Linked DNA regions of Mus musculus: region 2 is linked to region 1. A link is a contact called in public Hi-C data. All regions are on one chromosome and are shown on one strand. Each heading gives the region's core, a stretch centred on a gene start, on an enhancer-like site or on the middle of the called end of the contact. The rest is flanking DNA. Distances are from core to core; before and after follow the strand shown. Region 1 overlaps Peak1 (pseudopodium-enriched atypical kinase 1). Region 2 has its middle 28 kb from the start of Gm31529.

Region 1 (3,783 bases), core at 709-3,208:
CCTACACTGCATCCCTTCAAGTTATACACACATCATTTTGCTCCTGACTGAGGAAGTATCTTTCAGGTTCCCTCTTTGACAAATTCTTCTTTCCTTTGTAATTGATACTTTGTGAGGAGAAAACATGACTATGCAAGGCCACCAAACTTTTTACCAATTAATTTTAGGATCTGTTATTTTATATATAAACTAGCAATATAACAATGGCTTTCAAATGATTTTTCTAATTCTTTTATTCTGTTTCTTTACCCATTAATTGACCATATCACTACTGATTTGTTAACTTCAATTTTTATTCAATGAGATATAATACTAATAGCTAGTAATTACTAATTTGATATTCAAGGAGGTGCTCAATGTGTGGATCAGCAGGTGGCTTTAGTACCATTTTAATGTAGTCCCCTCCCCTCCTTTGAGTCCTTCCTAACCTCTGATATAGTTGATATATATAAACACAGACATTTACTTCTGTGAATCCTAGTTCATGGCTTTCAGAATTATTCCAGAAGGACAGGAGGAAGAAAGTCAATACAAAATTGCCTACTTTGTTGAGAATGGCAATGTAACAGATTTCTCTGCACTTACTCACACCACCCCGACCTCAACACACCTCCACTCTGGATTTCCAGACAAGTGTATTTTCTCAATAGCAGCATTTACCTTGATCAGCAAAGCTGGTGCTCTCAAAGGAAGAGAGGAGCACTACTAATGGGCAGACGCCCCTAGAACAAGCTATTAAGGTAAGGAAATTCTGGGGGTATAATATTTAAGGATCATTTTACTACCAAGAAAAAAATGGTTTCCTTTTTTTCCCCCAGATATAAATAATTGAGTAGCTTTAGATATATTAATAAATTGTGAAATAACAACTAGCATTTCTATGTGTCCCATACTCAAATTCTCTACCAACAACTTATATTAGTATACCTTGGACACAATTAATGGAACAACATAAATATATTATTACTGAAGTCCACCTTTCCCTTAAAGTTCCTCAGGTTTCCCCTGACACCCTTTTTTCCTGTTGAGAATCTTAGCCAGAGGTGCCGATATATTTAGTAAGTACATCTTTAACTCCTTAGGTTACTCTGCTTGTGACAGTTTCTCAGATCTTTTTCCTGTGTCTGTGGATATGTCTATGTGTATGTAGGTGTATTCATGTAGGTATAGCTGTGGAGATAGCTGTATGTTGTACACATGTATGTATGTATATATGTGTACACACATAAGGAAAGGTCATCACTGGCTGCTTTTCTTGGAGGCAAGGTCTCTTACTGAAATCTGAGGCTTGTAAATTAAGCCCATCTCTGTATCCCGAGAACCAGGATCACAAGTGCATGCCATAACCCCCGGATGTTTGCATGGGTGCTGGGGGGGTCAAATTCAGTCCTCATACTTACACAGCAAGTACTTTACCAACTAAGCTCTCTCTCCAGTTCCCTTTCTTTAATTTCATGACTATAATAGTTCCTTGTGGCTACTGAAAGAAATTACTAAACATTTAATATCTTTGAAAAATAGAAATTTATCCTTAGACAATAAAAGTGGATTCCTCTCCTACAAAATATTGTCTATAATCTCTCAGAAGTCTCACAGGATTGATTCTTCTAACAGTAGCTAGAAGCAGGACCAGACCTTGGCATGACCAGAAAGAAATTCCTGACAAGGACAAAGAGATTGTTGCCAGAGTTTTATGGAAATTAGTTTGAATATGGAAAAGGGAGAATAGAGAAAGGTCAGGCTGCAGGGAGAAGGCTTTTAGAACAAGACAGGGACTCATAAATAATCTAACCTAACCACCTCATCGTATATAGACTAATTGTTATTTGTAATGTAACAACGGAGTTTATTTTTCAAATTAAAGCTGCTCTGAACTTGCCTTTTCTGAGCAGTAAGTGATGGACACTGTGCCAAGCTGGTACTGCAGATGCACTCCTTAAAGATGCATCTCATTCAGTATCGGTGCACGTGGCTTACAGGCAGGCTCACATAGGTCAGTGGATATGGACTATAGTTTCACTCCAGTGTCTCAATGCAGCAGGAGACAATCAATGTCATGAGACTTAGTGTATGGGCCCTTCTGAAGGTTCAGCCTTAGAAGTAGAACTGGTAAGTTCCTGGATGGTGAACTTCGCCAGGCCAGTGAATGGATGGTGCCAGATCACCTCTGGAAGGGAATTATTTCTTCCACAGTGACAAGAAGATGGGGAGGGGCAGATAGAAGTAGTCATTTCAGTCACTGGGTTCAAGGATGGATGAGCTTCAGGCCACACCACTGTTGCTGTAGAGAAGTAAAAAAAAGTCCTATGCAGCCTTTAATGACCGGCAAGTGACACCCAGGCTGAGGGTCACATGACCTCTTCCTTCAGAACTTTGGATCTCACTGCTTAACTTCCTCCTACAGAGGAAAGGGCTTTCCAGTGAGGATAACTCCAGCTTGGGACTTGTCTAATAAGAATCAGCCGCACACAGAAACACCTTCTATATTCCTCCTACCAACCCTGAACTGCTGGGAGATTTCTGCTTATTCTGCTCCCTGCTACCTCCAACAGCACCATGTCAGCACCCACTCCTCTTTCTCAGGGAACTGACCCCATCAGGAACCCTCACTGTTGCATCTTTGGTGATGCCAAGCTTTGGTCCTATGACCTGCCTGAGTCCTGATGCCCCAGGGTGAGTATTTTTAAATGAGTCTTGGAGGAGGCCCCTTGCCTACACACCAGGACATTTCCGTCTCTCTCAGGAGATTTGGCAGTGTTGTCACAGTGTCCTGTGTCTGAAGAAGGAGGCTATCCTTGATTTCACTGAAGCACACACTGTAAAGAAGTGGGTGGTACCTAACTGCCCAAATGAACCCACCAGGAACCCCCCAATCCTGGTCTGTGCCAAGAACCCAACTGCAAGCTCTACTGCAGGCCCTACAGGAACTGAGCTCAGGAAAGCTGCTCTCCTGCCACAGGACTGAATCTTCTTTCCCTTGAGGCTTAACTACCCACTGTGAATGGTGCTGAGCTAGTGTCTTGGACCCAGGCTGGACAGGAAGAGCCAAGTATCTGCCATCTCTCTCCATGAAGGAAATTGCTAGAAAGAAACCTGGACTTAAGCACTGTTAGACCCCTCTCCACAGATGTCCCTTATCCTCACCTCTTTTGTACCCTACCTTCTTTTCCCCGGAGGCTATTTCTAGGCCTGTGTCTCCCTACTAGTTACATGCTGACCAAGCCCTGGTCTGCCAGAGAACACAAAGCAGAGTGAGGATGGGGTACGGGAGTTGCAGTCCACAGGCGTCTGGGAACTGAAGGTCAAAGCATTTGCACCCTGGATGCACAGTACTCTCAGGCTGAACAATGAATGCACTCAGTCACCAATGGTGGCAGTTTTGCACAATGTCCCCTTTCTCCCAGAGCTCATCTCCACTATCTCTTCACAGCCAGAGGCAACTCAGGCCCTCAGTGAAACTGTAATGAGTACACATACTGTGGAGGCACAATAGGGTCCTCTCTGTACGGGCACAGCCAGGAGGAGGATCGGAGTCCATGCCGCTTGAGCTCCGATCTATGGGTACAGAAGTGCTCCTGTGCTATGGCAGAGCAAGCTGTCAGCCAAACTCACACTTCTCCAGCCCCCGAGCTCTGCATCCCACGCATGGCAGCTACCCTAACTCCTAAAATCTTCTTCCTGCACAACCTGTAAATTAGAGTTGGGACAGCAATTATGGATTTGACTCAGCCCTCAGGACAAAAAGAAATTGGGGAGGACAGGGGCAGAAAAAAGCAGGAAGTT
Region 2 (3,783 bases), core at 413-2,912, 210 kb after region 1:
GGCATGACCAAACCCTCAGAGGACTAGCCTTTGGTTTGTGTCCCCTAAGTCTCTCTTCACAACTCTGTCCTTTCCTGGATCCTAGCAGGTAGGACAGCTGACTTGCTGGGGCCCAGGCTGGAGTCCCATATGGCCCTGTGCTGTGTCAAGCATGATTCTTCAGCCCCAGCTCCTCAGAAAGCTCTTGAATTCTAAAGACCCATAGGCATTGTGGACCTGAAAGTGAGATCAGCTGTGGAAATACCTGCCCTAAGTCACACACACACACACACACACACACACACACACACACACACACACCATATACCTATACCATAACATACACACACACACACACACACACACTACATACCACCCTCCCACAACCCCTCACACCACAACACTCACACAAATATCATACACACACACACACCATACCATACCACCCCTCTGCACAAAATGCCATACCCCTTCCCTACCACCACCCCACACATGTACCCCATATACCATACCCCTCCCTCCTCATCATACACACACACACACACACACACACACACACACACACACACACTTCTTCTTTTTCTTTTTCTTTTTTTCTTTTCTTTTTTGGTTTTTCGAGACAAGATTTTTCTGTATAGCCCTGGCTGTCATGGAACTCACTCTGTAGACCAGGCTGGCCTCGAACTCAGAAATCTGCCTGCCTCTCCTCCCAAGTGCTGGGATTAAAGGCATGCACTACCACTGCCTGGCTAGACACACATGAGAATGCATACACATACCACGCACTACCCTCCCACAACCCCTCACATAACAACACCCCCCAAAATACCATACACACACACACACACACACACACACACACACACACCACACCACTCCCCCACCATATACCATACTCTTTCCCTATCACCACACCACACCACACACATACCCCATGTAGCATAACCCTCCTTTACCACACCAACCGCCCCCCACAACACACACACCCTACGCGTGTCCCACCCTCTTCCTGGGTTCCTGGCTGTGTGCTCCCCCTTTCACCCCCAAGCCTGCCGGGCTTGGATCTGCTGCCCTCCTCAGCATCTGGTTCCTCCTCAGGATGTAATGCTGTTGCCCCTAGCAACCGAGTTTCAGCCTGATCCTCTTCCCTCCTCCCTCTTTCTGGACCTCTGCTTTCTTCCTCCCTTCCCCCAACCTCAGAGCCAGTGCCCAGACCCAGAACTCTCCCAGAAGATCATGTGCCAGCTTAGTGACCAGCGAAGCTCTCTGATCTTCCCAGTTTGCTAAGCAACTGATGACCACGGTCAGTACTCTACCTGCCTGGCTGACTTGGAACTAAGGTAGCTGAAGACTAGTGCTGGAGGCACGAGGGGTGTCCTAGACTTGCAAGTGGGGCTCTCTGCACACCCAGGCACAGAGTCAGCAACTAGAGAGAAGGCGGTTGACTCCAGAGATAAGAGAGTTCCCCGGCCAGGAGGTATGCAAGAAGAGGCTATCTAATGAGGATGGTGCTGGTATGGCTCAGGGCATTAAGACAGGCAGCCCTCACATGCCTGGCTGTCCCTTTCAGCCATAGTTTTTTGTTTTGGGTTTTTTTTTCTCTTCCTGTCTCCACAGTCCCTTCTTTCTCTACTCTCTCGCCTCCCAGATGAGTCGCAGAGAGGACAGCTTAGGGAGAGGCTCTTGGAGAAAATGACATCATCAACTTCAGGGTAAGCCCAAGGCTGGGAGCAGGGAGACATAGCAGGACATAGCAAGACAGTGGCCACCAGACCCAGCACTTTCCTGCCTCGCTCCTTTCTTTTCCAGACACCCATAGCTACCCTGCTGCCCTGCCCTACTCTCTCCCACTCGGGCCTCCTGAATGGCCTGTGGTGTCCAATCTGCCTGTACCCCTCTCAGCCTCCTCATACTCTTGCCCGGGTCCCTGCACTGCTTCTCCCTCTCCTGCGGGATGCACTGCCCTGCCTTTCACCAGGATTCATCTGAGAGGTGCCTCCTCCAGGAAGCCTCCCTTGACTGTCCAGGTTGCTTGGGGTATGCCTCTGCTGACCTTCTGTCCTAAGCTGTTTGTCAGCTTTCTCATCCTGCCCAGTGGTTACTGTTTGGTTACAAGTTTCTCCTGATGGCCCCCGGAAGGTCTTCTTCAGGCCAGGAATTTTGTGTCCATGTTTATTAACAAATACTAAACAAGACTAGTATAACAACACCCTTCCTCTCTCTGGGTCTGTTTCCCCATCTGGAATGTGAGGGAGACAGGCCAGGGCAGGCTCCTATTGAATAGCCAAAACCAAGCTGTTAGCAGGGTCAGAGACCATCTGACTCAGCTTCCTGTCCAAGTCACAGGACTGAGCAATGGGACCTTGAGCAGTGAGTGACAAACACAGGAGCTATGGGGTCTGGTACAGACTGAGCCAGTCCAGCCCTCGCTCTGGGGTCCCTGGGGCTCTGCTGCCCTCCAGTGGCTGGAGGCCCCTGGGCACTTAGAAGCCTTGGTTTCTGACTATCCCACATACATCTAAAGTATCATAGGGCATATGGTGGGGCAGGGGCATGTCGTTGTCACCCAGAAAGTTAGGAGCAGTTACCAAAGCAGACCTTGGGGATCCCACACCCCAGCACTTCCAGACTCTGAATGGGGCATCGTTGTTTGTCAAGAGTCAAGCCTTGGTGTGGGGGTGGGGGGTCTCCGCACCTGTCACCTCAACTTTGTCATATGGTAGCCTTTCTCTGACAGCCATCGTTCTCAGCACAGACTTCGCTGACCCTTTGTCTAGTGCTCTTCGGCTCCTGCTCAGGGTCCTTCCAGCTTCAGTAAACAGTGTTGGGGGGTTGAAGGGTGCCTTAGTCCCCTCCCTCCTTAATTAATAAAATACTTAAAATAATGGCAGCCGTCATGATTGATGGACAGGGCCTAGCTAATTACCCTGGAGATTAAAATGACTGTTTCTGTTTAAAAAGGCTGCAAATGAGTTAATTATTTCCTTTGCTCACCTCTCTAACCTTGTTACACTTCTAAATGAATAGCAATATTGATCTTGGAACTGATTTTGGTGTTCCACCGCCCGAGCGGGTTTAATTAGGGTTTGAGCACACTGCAGCGCCTCCTCCTTCTGACCGGGGAAATTAGCCTTGGGTTTTACTTACATTTCATAGCCGTGTCCTCCACACAAACAGAAGGGCTGCAACATGGCAGTCGACGCCTGCCAGCTCGCCGGCTTGGCGCTGCCCTGGCTCTCAGTTCTGCTCTGTCCAGAGAGGCCAGCGCTGACCCTTGCCTGTGATCTCTTGCAACGTTCTGCAGGAAGGCCCTTGGGAGTGGCTCATTTTTGTCTCCTCTGTCACACCTGCAGGCCTGCAGGCTTGGATGTGACAGGGAAGGGTCCAGTATGGCTTGGTGAGGTGGGGGCAGGTCTGAGACCTAGAGCTGTCATGGTTACACAGCTCTGGACCTTGATGGCAACCGAGCTGAATAAACAGTTCTTTGTCCCTGCTCAGCTCTTCCTCACAAGCCCAAGACCCCTGTCGTCCATCCTCACCTCGGCCTCCCTCCGAGTCTCTGCTCTTCATCTGCTGCTGGAGCAGAGGCTACCAGCCCAGAGCAGGAGACCAGCATGCCAAGCCTGGATTAATTGCTGGCATATGGGTGACCTTGAGCTAGTCAGGTGACCTTGAGCTAGTCTGGCATCCCTCCTCTGAATCTGGCCATCTGTTTCCTGTCACTTCCTCTCACCTCCCCCAGCATGAGCCTTCAAGGGCACACAGGTGGGAGCTGGGCACTGATGGGGGCGGAGAGAGATCAGG

The links. Hi-C and Micro-C count contacts between places; a contact is called where the count stands out from the background.
Region 2: a Hi-C map of bone marrow-derived macrophages shows a contact between it and region 1, with 30 read pairs. The contact joins two enhancer-like sites. A contact is called at or near these places in 5 of 484 Hi-C or Micro-C datasets (bone marrow-derived macrophages, embryonic stem cells, group 2 innate lymphoid cells and 2 more), 1 of 115 datasets of contacts at active chromatin or transcription factors (embryonic stem cells) and 1 of 9 other capture datasets (embryonic stem cells).

The regions. Positions count from the first base shown.
Region 1 is chr9:56,343,118-56,346,900 of GRCm38.p6, forward strand. All of the region lies in intron 2 of Peak1 (pseudopodium-enriched atypical kinase 1), which reads right to left. Among named protein-coding and RNA genes, the nearest start is that of Peak1, 73 kb to the right of the region's middle. Within about 2 kb of position 1,959, at least 21 of the 459 cell types and tissues checked have an H3K27ac peak or open chromatin away from gene starts, as enhancers often do. A contact at or near this core is called in bone marrow-derived macrophages and neural progenitor cells, where this site is marked.
Region 2 is chr9:56,550,634-56,554,416 of GRCm38.p6, forward strand. No RefSeq gene overlaps it. Among named protein-coding and RNA genes, the nearest start is that of Gm31529, 28 kb to the right of the region's middle. Within about 2 kb of position 1,663, at least 150 of the 459 cell types and tissues checked have an H3K27ac peak or open chromatin away from gene starts, as enhancers often do. A contact at or near this core is called in bone marrow-derived macrophages and neural progenitor cells, where this site is marked.